Linked DNA regions of Mus musculus: regions 1 and 3 are each linked to region 2. Evidence: chromatin contacts called from public Hi-C and Micro-C data. All regions are on one chromosome and are shown on one strand. Each heading gives the region's core, a stretch centred on a gene start, on an enhancer-like site or on the middle of the called end of the contact. The rest is flanking DNA. Distances are from core to core; before and after follow the strand shown. Region 1 has its middle 50 kb from the start of Gm51586. Region 2 has its middle 140 kb from the start of Gm31892. Region 3 has its middle 13 kb from the start of Gm32005.

Region 1 (3,812 bases), core at 764-3,263, 200 kb before region 2:
AAACAAAGCAGCATTATAGATTAAAGTGGGCACAATGCTTGAAGCCATGGAGGAAGGATAAAGAGAGAGAGGGATGAGGTAAGGAAAAAACACCTATTGTGTGTCTGAATAAACAGAAGTTACAAAGCCGGGCTGGGATCAGAATGGACTCCACAAATGTGAGCCGGAACTGGGGGCCAGCAAGGCAAGTGAGCTATTGCTCTTATAATTGTTATCTTATTAACAATACTATAACAACTTAATGTGTTTTCCTCTTTGCACCAGGCACCTCACATATATTAACACATTTATTATTCAGAAGAGCACTTAATTATAGCTACCATTATTGCTGCTTTATGGATGAAGAAATCAGAGTTCAGTGGGAAGAGTTGCCAAAATTCACCAGCTAGCAAGTAGCAAATGTGCCGTGAACTCCTCAGATTATTCACGATGAGAACCTCCCTGGAAGTTACAGATGCGTGCCATTCCCTTGGTTTATCTTTTCTGACTCAGCTGAGGTGGACTTTAAACATCAGTCCCGTGGTTTCTTAGGCATCTTTCTCATCTTCTGTCTCCAGAATTTGATACAGCCATGAAGGGAGATAGCTGTTTCCGATGAGCTCAGATACAAAAAAGGAACTTTTTTTTTTTTTTTTTTTTTTTTTTTTAAACCAAGGAAGAATGAGAGTTGGCTGAAATGTACCAGAGTCATTCCCAAGATGCCCTGTGGGTTCTCAGAAGCTCTCTGGTGATTGGGCTCCAGGCAGCACACTAACCCGCTCTCTGTATTCTCTCTTGCTTTTTTTATGCTGACCCTATCCACTCCTGCTTTCGGTCCCTCTCTTCCCCAGCCCCTCCCCTCCTTTCATTATCTCCTTTCTTTCCAGATAGGGTCCCAGCATCTTGCTTTGTATCCCGGGGTGGCTTGGAACTCACTGGGCCGCCCCCAACCTGTGAGCACCCCGCCTCAGCCTCTGCAGTGCTGGGCTTTCTGGGACGTTCCACTTGGCCACACTTCTGCTTCTTGACATTATTTTTCTTCAACTCCTTGCCTCTGGCTCTGTTAGCAGGGGAGTCTACATCAAAACACGGGGTAATCAGATGTATATAGCAAGGTCATACTCCCTGGAGGCCCCCTAAAGGAACACCAGATATTTGAATCTGTTAAGCTGTCAAGATCCTCTACGCCACTCCCTTATCAGAAATGACTTGTTTAAAATACATAAGGCAAATCTGGAAAAAGCAAACATTTTAGTTTGCTAATAGTGATGTATATGAAAACCAAAACAACAACCAAACAAAACCAAAATAAACTGAAGAAAAAATTAAGTAATTGACCTTGAGTTTTTGATCCCTTCTGTTTCAGCCTCTTGAGCTGACCGTTACAGGTGTGTAGCTGCTTTAAGCAAAGGAAGAAAGAGAGAAATAAAGATACAAATGGATTTTTTTGGTGGGATGTGTGGTGGTTAAAGTAATCTGGAATTTTCTCCTCATTTTTTGATGTTTCTATAACTTTAGAGGCAGCTGAATGTGCAACTTTCTTTACAAGCATGATTTTGGATCGCCTCTTGGGTCATGAACGATGGAGGACGCGAGGGGGCAGTCTCACCCCAGGCTAGATCTCGATTTTCTTCTCCAGCTGTGTGAGCGCTGCCATCGTTCTCCGTTCTTTTTTTGAAGGATCAGCGTCCACTGTGCAACTCAGATCCGCCGCTTCGCAGCTGCCCCCAGGGCTCGCTGATTACAGAAAGGACTCCTCGGATTCCAAAGCCGCACCTTCGCTTCTTCGCTTCCCTAGTGTTTTTTTTTCTTTCTTTCTTTCTTTCTTTCTTTCTTTCTTTCTTTCTTTCTTTCTTTCTTTCTTTCTTTCTTTCTTTCTTTCTTTCTTTCTTTCTTTCTTTCTTTCTTTCTTTCTTTCTTTCTTTCTTTCTTTCTTTCTTTCTTTCTTTCTTTTTTTTCCCCCTCTCCCCACACTGGCCCCAAACTCAGGCGAGAATTATCCTGTTTGAGCAAGAGCGACAGCCCCTCCCGCCCGCCTGGGTCCAGAGAACTGCTCTTCTGGAAAAGGACTTCTTTTGTCTGGGTGCCGTTACCCAATCCTCCGGCTTTAAATGACAATGAGGGCGTAACTCTCAATTTGATGTGGATCTTAGGTTTGAATATTTTTCATCCACGTGTCTAGTTGATTTTTCTCGAGGATATTCTCCATCCCTTAGCTCAGGGATGAACTTGGGATCCTCAAACCTCGGCCTCCCAAGGTTTGCTATTAAAAGTGTGTGTGTGTGTGTGTGTGTGTGTGAGAAAGAGAGAGAGAGAGAGAGAGAATATGAGAGTTTCTACCATTCACATCCACTTCCCTTAAGCTGTTTTTCTCATTCAATGACATATGAATACTTATTCTGATTTTCAAACCCAAACCCCGCCCCTTCCTGTCTCTTTTCTGACTCCTCCCACATTCAGCCAATCTGATGCCACTTCCGAAGTGTTCCTTCATTCCGACTGCTGTCAATACAGGTAGACAATGCACACTGTCTAATTGCTGTTGGATATCTCTTACCTCAGTTTTCATTTCTCTGCATTGAAAATATTAAAAAAGTCTTCTCTACTAGATATTTTGAAATATACAATTAATCCGGGCCTGGCGGTACACCCCTTTAATCCCAGCACTCCGGAGGCAGAGGCAGGATAATCTCTGAGTTTGAGGCTAGCCTGGTCTACAGAGTGAGTTCCAGGACAGCCAGGGATATACAGAGAGGCCCTGTCTCAAAAACAAATAAATGAACAAATAAAAAGCAAAGGAGAAAAACAAATTTTACTTTGGCTCAAGGTTTTGCGGGGTGGTGTAGTTCATGGTAAGTTGGTCCCCTGGCTTTGGGGCCCTGTGATAATGCAGAGTAGCCTTATGATGGGGCACGGAAGAACAAAACCAACTTATGTCAGGTCAGGGGATAAAGAATGGGAGAAGGAAGAGGAAGAGACTTGTAGCCTAGAGTCTTCTCAATCCATGCTCTCTGTGCGCTAAACACCTTTGGATAAGTCTCTCCTTCTAAAGTTTCTGTCATTTATCAATAGAACCAAACTGATTACATATGGAGTGTTCGGGAAAGAGGCATCCAAAAAATAGCATCAGTCCTTCATTTCTGATCATCTCTGAACAGCAGTGCCTGTTTCATCCATAGCATTTGTTTATTGGTTTAGCCATCTTTCTTCCTCGACTAGAATTGTGAGGGGTAGGATCACGCCTGGTTTGGATGTTGGATCACATCCTGCAGACAAATGAGGCTGAACACGTGCAAGATGCTCAACAGAAGTTTACTGAGCAAATAAACACACAGGTGGAATTCCCACCCGTGACCTGTGGAGGTAGGGTCGCATGCGTCTCTCTGACCTTAAATGAATCACTTTGTGCCCTTGAGCAGGTTCCTTCTTTCAGGTTTGGATTCTCCTGTGATGTGTTGATTTTAATTCTCGAGCAGATTTTTCTTACCTTGTTCATGTGCGTTTTGTTAGATACTTAGGAAGTTTTTGAGGTGTTATGAATGAAAAGCCTCTTGCTGTCTAAAAGTTTTAAAGACCCTTAAAACTGGTGGGAGACACTAAGATTTAATATTTCTCATCGTTCCATCCACTCACTTTTATGTAATGAATAAAAACCTCAGCTTTCCAAAGCTTTTGAAGTCCTGACACTGGCCCTAGATCGTGGAATGCACGGATCAACCCTTCCAAGATGGAGGCTCCTTGATTGGATGGGCAGCGGGGCAGGCTGTGCGAGCTCTCTTGTTAAGCCTTTAGCTAAGTGCTAACCCGATTTGAAACCCTGGACCTGTTATTTC
Region 2 (3,501 bases), core at 34-2,533:
AGAAGGAAGTTCCTTCTTAGAAGGAGGAACAAAATATTTATGCGAGGAGATACAGAGATAGAGTTTGGAGCAGAGACTGAAGCACAGACCATCAAGAGACTGCCCCAGCTGGGGATCCATCCCACATACAGTAACAAACCCAGACACTATTGTGGATGCCAACAAAAGCTTGGTGACAGAAGCCTGATATAGCTGTCTCCTGAGAGGCTCTGCCCATGCCTGACAAATACAGAGGGAGATGCTCATAGTCAACCAATGGACTGAACAAAGGGTCCCCAATGGAAGAGCTAGAGAAAGGACCCAAGGAGCTGAAGGGGTTTGCAGCCCCAAAGGAGGAACAATATGAACTAACCAGTACCCCCAGAGTTTCCAGGGACTATACCACCAACCAAAGAGTACACATGGAGGGACCTATGGCTCCAGTTGGATATGTAGCAGAGGATAGCATTGTTGGACATCAATGGGAGGAGAGGCCCTTGGTCCTGAGAAGGCTCCATGTCCAGTGTTGGGGAATGCCAGGACAGGGAATCGGGAATGGGTGGGTTGGTGAGCAGGGATGGGGGGGCGGGATGAGATAGGGGGTTTCGGAAGGGAAACCAGGAAAGGAGATAACGTTTGAAATTTAAATAAGGAAAACATCTAATAATAAAAAAAAGAAATAAAAAGAGAGACAGGAAACAAATCAATCCTTTGGTGGCCCGTGTTTACTGCTTTGAGAGAGCATGCTGGACACTGTATGGGAGAAGAAAGCCGACGGGCAGCCAAGGCCCTGTGTTGAGTTGAGAAGACTGAGGTGCTGAAGATGTGCGGGTTCTCTACAGAGAATCTCAGAGTGGAGAGTACTTACCAGTGACGCTCATCAGCGTGTGGGAGATCGCACAAGTCCACTCAGACCGTGTGTGGGCGGCACTCAGGTATTGTGTAGGGGAAAGCACACGTTTTTTACTCTGATCACGAGTTTCTGAGGGAGGCCACTTGAAGACTCGTGTTGTCATCTTTTCCTGACCACTCTGAGGCAGACTCATTAGGGAGACGAAGCAGGTCGCTAGAGATAAGAAGGCGGCCGACGCTGGTATCAAATGTTGGCGAGCAAGCAAATCCGATAAGGACTCCAGCTTGGCAGGCTGCTGGCAGGAAACAGATTGCCACCTCAAATGGGGGTGGTTTGAGGTGAGGAGTCTTACTGAATAAAGAGACTTAGCCAAAGTGTAGGCAGGCCGAGGGGACTCCACGACACGGTGCTTTTTAAAAGCCTCGGATAGAGGAGGGTGGCGATGAGGCTGGCTACCAGTGGCAAGAGTTGGAAGAGGAGCAGTTACAGAACGCAGCACGAGGAAGCTTTGTGGAGACCAGCTGAGGGACTCTATTTTTAAAATCTAAATTTTCAATCGGCACAGTAACTGTACATGCATTTGAGGTATAGTGTGATATTTCAATGCATGCTTATGATGCATAAGGATCATATCAGGGAAACTGACAAATCCTTACCTCAAACACCTGTTATTTAAAAATCTTAGCTAGTAATTATTAACTAGAGTTACCCTGCTGTGTTGCCACACATTAGTAGCTTCTCCAACCCCGTACCTGTTAACCATCCCTCTCCACCTCGCCCTGCCCTTTCCTCCCCAGTCTCTGTAGCCACCATCCTCTGAGATGAACTATCTCCCTTTGCGTATATCAGTATGGCAACTATTTTTCTGCACCTGTTTATTTCACTTAATGTCCTTTAGACTCATCCAGGGCATAGACAGAAAAATGACAGGATTTCGTTCTATATTTTTTCCTCAATGAAAAGCTCTCTCTTTGCATGAAAGGACTCTGCTCTGCTTTGACTAACCCCAGTTGGAAACAAGGTAGTAAGCTGATATGATTCGTTTAGATTGGGATCTACAAACGGGGCATCTTGGAGGAGACTCGGGAGTGGGTCGGAAGAGGGTGAGCACAGAGACTGCCAAACCCAATTGGCTGCTGGAGATTACCACGAAAGATCACCGGACAGCTTCCGAGGCAGCAGTGACTTTGAGGGTGGGTTGCAGAAAGTGAAACAAGGCTAGGTGGGGGCTACCGTGAAACAGAGAGTCTGGAGGAGTGTCTGGGAGTACATTTTGGGTGGTATGTATGAGTCAAGCTGGCAGCTGCCCTTCACGGTTCCATGGTGAGCTATAGAAAACCACAGGCTCAGAATAGTTTCCTGATTTCCTAAGAGCGCTATGTAATTTTCCAGAGTGCTGGGGATGACAAAGATAGATCCAAGTAACAGGCACAAATGAGGACCAGCGTGTAAGAGAATGTGGGTTCTCCTCTATAGTCCGTGAAACGCATAGACAATTTCTACACTGGGAATTGTGACTGTTCGCCCATGTGTCTATGTTTCCCGTGTGAAAGCAGGAATTGGTGTTTACCCAGCTTCCTATCCCTACAATAAGTACCAGGGAGAGTAAGTTACAAAGATAGCAAGCTTGTTTTGAGTCACTCATTTGGAGGTTTCAGGCTATGATGGGTAGGTAGGCTCCTCATTTTGGGGCAGGCAGCACTTCATGGTGGGAGCAAACATTGGGGAAACTGCCAAAAATGAGAGACAGTGAGGAACTGATTTTATTTCCATCTCGATGTTACTTTTTTTGTGTCTGAGACAGTGCTACCTTGTAGCAAGCTTGCAGTGATCCTTCTGCCTGTCTCACGTGTGCTGGATTACAAACGGGCGGGTATTCTGTCTCCAATTTGATATTAAAACATTCTGTTGAATTTATGATTATGCTAAATATATTTCTCTTGTTTAAGAAATATTCTTAGCCTTATTTATTTTCATTTCATTTTTGCATCGCATGGATGTTTGGCTCCCTTGTATGTCAGTGCACCGCATGCATGCAGTACTTATAATGGCCAGAAGAGGGCACCAGATACCGTGATATTGGCGTTACAGCCCGGTGTGAGCCTCCAAGCAGGTGTTGAGTATCAAACCAGGGCCATCTGGAGGAGCTGCAAAGCTCCTAGCTCTTGGGCCGTTTCTCCAGCTCCATTCAGTACTATTTTCCAACCCTTTGATTTTTTTGACAGTGTCTATCTCTCTGTGACATTATATTACTTGAAATAAATTTTTGTTTACTAACAAAACACAAATATGAAGTCCCATACTAGTAAATTAATCTGGATGACAAATCAGTAAACCTAGAAATTCAAGGTTCTCAGAAGAAGGTGAAATTAGAATCTCAAAGATGTGGCCTGGCAAGTCCAGGGTGGGTTTTGCAACTCCCCTCTCTACAGACAGAAGCACATAGAGAAGAAATTAATCCATTTAAAATAAAAGAGGGCTGGAGAGTTGACTCAGCACTTAAGAACATTGTTGCTTTTGACCTGGGTTCTGTTCCCAGCACCTATATCAGCTAGCATCTTACAAACTGTTTGTAATTCCAGTGGATTTGACACCCCTTTTGGCCTTCTTGGGCACCTGTATGCATATGGTACAAACCCCCAAAACCCAACAACACCTCAGAGTTATTA
Region 3 (3,521 bases), core at 896-3,395, 150 kb after region 2:
GAGGCAGAGCTTATACCTGACTTGTTATGAAACTTCCTTTCCTTCCTCTCATACCTTCTGGAAGCCCCCACACATTGTACAGCAATCAGATTAACTTTATATATTCTACCAGCTTCGGCTTATTTTAAAAACAGGATCCATGACTTTGCTTTTACTAAACTGAAGATATCCTTGTTTTAAGATCCTTCTTGCATCTTCAACAGTGATTCGTACCCAGATATTCTGATGTCATCTTATTTGGCTAATGAAAATGCAACCGGAATGGCTACAAATGGCTGCAATTCAAAATAAAAATGGAGCATTATCATATATACACATGCTGAGGAGATAACTAGATGATAATCAGGACCATGTATATGCAGAAAGGAGAGATACAGTCAATGATGTAATAAGAACCAGTGAACTTTGTATGTGGTGTAGTTATCTTGAGGGGGGGAAATTCCATTATTTAATACTGATATTTGAGAGTGCTGTGGGGCTAGCTTTTTTACCTCCATTTACTGAGAGCTTTGCAAAATGACCTTAAAGTTATATCGCCACAATACAGATTGCCTTATATTTTTGTTTGCCCTCTGCATTTACAGAGAGTCAAAGTAAGCATGAATTGAATAATGAGACACTGCTTTCTGCAGAGCAGTGGTTTTTTTAAAAAAGTGTAGCATGTCATTAACTCACTCTTTTCAAAGGGAGTTCAAATCAGTGTGTTAATGGAAGGATTTATTAACCAGCTGACTGAGACCCTACTCCATTAGAATAGAAACCTTGGTAGGCAAGGAGAATATCTTCCAGTGCTGATCATCTCAGTGTCCAAGATTGAGAGGTTGGGCTCACAAACCAAGAGGTTTACACTGCACTCTGAGAGGAAAGGGTTTGCTCATTTGGGTTTTGGAGCCAGAGACTACTGGTGTTGGGCACTAAGATCAGACACTTATTTTTCTGGAAGTGAACCACCAGTGCCCATGGCATCTGGCAGCTTCTGTAGTCTTCAGCTTTGGCAGCAGTGGTAGCAAATAGCAAGAATTGGCATAGATGGTGGTGTTTTCTGTGTGTGTGTGGTGTGTGTGGTGTGTGTGTGTGTGTGTGTGTGTGTGTGTGTGTGTGTGTGTGTGTGATATCATCTAATGCTGGAGTTCTGAGTGGTACCATCTAATACTGGTCTTAGGTGGTGCTGGGATTATCAAACTCTGTGGTGTCAAGGATTGCTGATTAAGAGTTAGTATAATATATTCAGCTCTTGATAGAAGCAAGCAGTACAGCTCTGGGGAGTTGATGTCCCCAGCTAGCCTAAGGTTTTCCTTACAGATCTTAAACCAGATATCTGAGGTCCTTTGGCTGTTCTCTGGAATCCTTAGTAACCAGGGTCCACAGTTTCTCTTATTCAGCTCTTCATATCCATCGTCACCTCTGTTCTCCATTGGCCTACTCTTGCCCTGAGACTCTTCAGGAGCCCTCTTGTTGCTACTGCCAACTTGCACTCTGCTACTGTTACCAGCTTTCAGTCTGATCAACTAATAAAGATCAAAAATAGTTTTTTTGTTTTTTAAACATCTGGGAGAAGCTTTTATTTGGCCTAGTGTTGTAGCAGCAGAGGCAACACAGGAGGCTGTCTTCTGATGCCTTAAATGTGCCAGATGGCCTATTCATAGACACAAAGGCAGTGTGATAAGGGTGCTTGCTTTAATAATGGCACAGTCCCAATCACCCGCATCAATCATGGAGTTCCGAACCCACAGATGAGGAACTGGTTTGAACCAATGGTAGGTCTTCTGGGAGGCCACCAAGAGCAAGTGCTCCTCCTCTGATCTGCCCGAATGAAAATGGCTGCAAGGTTATCTTTAGATAGATTAGTGTGATTCTTCCTACTGAAAGAACACAGGTGGAGCTGAGAGATTTATGAGTCAATATATTTGTTATTTTTTTTTAGCCTTTAAAAAAAACTAACAGGTAGAGAATACAGACACCCCTGCCCTGCCCTGTCCCGCAAAGTTGAACCTGCATTAAGTTTCAGTCTAATGCACTTACTATTTCTGCTATTTTCTGATTAGACTTGTCTTACTTGTCTAATTTTGCAGGAGAATTCATTTTACAGATGTTCTCACTTATCCTCTGAGGCCAGATGGGGCATAAATCTTAACAAGTAAGCACAAAATAGGATAAACGATCACTACCCAGGTTAGTTTGTATCATAAAAATGAATCCTATAAGCATGTAAATGTATGTAATTTTGAAATAAAATACCATCTGCTTTTACATCAAGAGATCCCATTAATTATCTATCCATGTTATTCTGTGGACATTCATCTTAGAGAGATAAAAAATGAAATTATCTAAATATGTAGTACTCAGTACTATTGCTTGTGCCAAATTAAAAAACATTTTTTTTTTCAATAAAGTGTGCTTAACTGAGTTAGGGTTTAAAGTCTGGAAGCAGTAGATTTCCCCAGAGTTGCATCAGATACTAGAATCAAGGGTTATTAACATTACAAAGAGCACCACTGTCCTACAGTGTCCCCGTTATCATTTTGAGCAGCTGCCTCAAGGCAACACATTTAACCTTGGGAAATGTGATAGAAATTGTGCATAGTCAAAACTGCAGTAGATTCCCTCAACTGGGATCTACCGTTAAGTGTTATTTAGCTGCAACACAACAGAAAGATGAAGCCCTTATCGCTTGATGTTTATCATTTCATTCTGAGTCCCTCAGTGCCGTTACATTACTTATAAACAGCAATATACCATTTGCTGGCAGGACATGGTTTTCCCTATTGAGAACGTTATTACAAAGAAAGGCCTCTGGAAAAGGTGTGTTAAATATTTAAAGATGGAGGCACATATAATTTTCCCCTAGGTATCTTAGTGCAAGATGCACAAGTTTGCATTTTGTTTTTTAAACTTAGGTTTTGGTTTCTATTTTGACAGAAAAAGGGCAGTTTATGTGATTACTTGCTAAGATTAGAAATGCTTTGGAAGAGGTACTGCTAAGTAGTCAAGATCCTGACATCTTGACTTCCCTTCAAGAATGGACTGTAATTTGGAATTATGAGCTAAATAAATCCTTTCTTCCTTAAATTGTGTTTATCAGAGTGGCCGTATTGTATAGTATGGACATCTAGTATAGTCCATACAGAAAAGTATACAACATCAGTATGTGTTTTGTTTATTTAATTTTCTAAGTATATTCATTATGTGTGTGTGCATATATGTTCCATGTCTTATCGTAGCAATGGGAAATGAAACTAAGATATACACATTCTGGTTTGCCTGTTGTTTGGAGAAGTTTTTTGATCTCCTTTTGTATGAATTGCCTAGAATATCTCTGTATCACAAGTTTAGTTTGAATCTCTTGAATTCGAGAAGACACAAGCAAATTAAAGCTATAAGGTGTAAGTAAGAATAACAGGGTCACACCTACTGATGACTGCAGAAAAAGCAGGAGACGAGAAAGCCATGACTATGACTGTCCCAGGATAGTTAGTTTTCCATAGCTTCCCCTCAGGAGTGAGATCCCTTGGATTGTAGAC

The links. Hi-C and Micro-C count contacts between places; a contact is called where the count stands out from the background.
Region 1: a Micro-C map of the G1E-ER4 cell line shows a contact between it and region 2. The contact joins two enhancer-like sites. A contact is called at or near these places in 3 of 39 promoter capture datasets (embryonic stem cells, liver and stem cell-derived epiblast-like cells), 1 of 15 datasets of contacts at CTCF or cohesin (embryonic stem cells), 15 of 484 Hi-C or Micro-C datasets (the G1E-ER4 cell line, the HL-1 cell line, Sertoli cells and 6 more), 9 of 115 datasets of contacts at active chromatin or transcription factors (embryonic stem cells, large pre-B cells and stem cell-derived neural progenitor cells) and 1 of 9 other capture datasets (embryonic stem cells).
Region 3: a Hi-C map of the G1E-ER4 cell line shows a contact between it and region 2, with 2.6 times the contacts expected there. The contact joins two enhancer-like sites. A contact is called at or near these places in 1 of 15 datasets of contacts at CTCF or cohesin (the G1E-ER4 cell line), 1 of 484 Hi-C or Micro-C datasets (the G1E-ER4 cell line) and 1 of 115 datasets of contacts at active chromatin or transcription factors (embryonic stem cells).

Annotation. Positions count from the first base shown.
Region 1 is chr8:95,950,383-95,954,194 of GRCm38.p6, forward strand. No RefSeq gene overlaps it. Among named protein-coding and RNA genes, the nearest start is that of Gm51586, 50 kb to the left of the region's middle. Within about 2 kb of position 2,014, at least 28 of the 459 cell types and tissues checked have an H3K27ac peak or open chromatin away from gene starts, as enhancers often do. A contact at or near this core is called in the G1E-ER4 cell line, where this site is marked.
Region 2 is chr8:96,150,163-96,153,663 of GRCm38.p6, forward strand. No RefSeq gene overlaps it. Among named protein-coding and RNA genes, the nearest start is that of Gm31892, 140 kb to the left of the region's middle. Within about 2 kb of position 1,284, at least 18 of the 459 cell types and tissues checked have an H3K27ac peak or open chromatin away from gene starts, as enhancers often do. A contact at or near this core is called in the G1E-ER4 cell line, where this site is marked.
Region 3 is chr8:96,294,321-96,297,841 of GRCm38.p6, forward strand. No RefSeq gene overlaps it. Among named protein-coding and RNA genes, the nearest start is that of Gm32005, 13 kb to the right of the region's middle. Within about 2 kb of position 2,146, at least 1 of the 459 cell types and tissues checked has an H3K27ac peak or open chromatin away from gene starts, as enhancers often do. A contact at or near this core is called in the G1E-ER4 cell line, where this site is marked.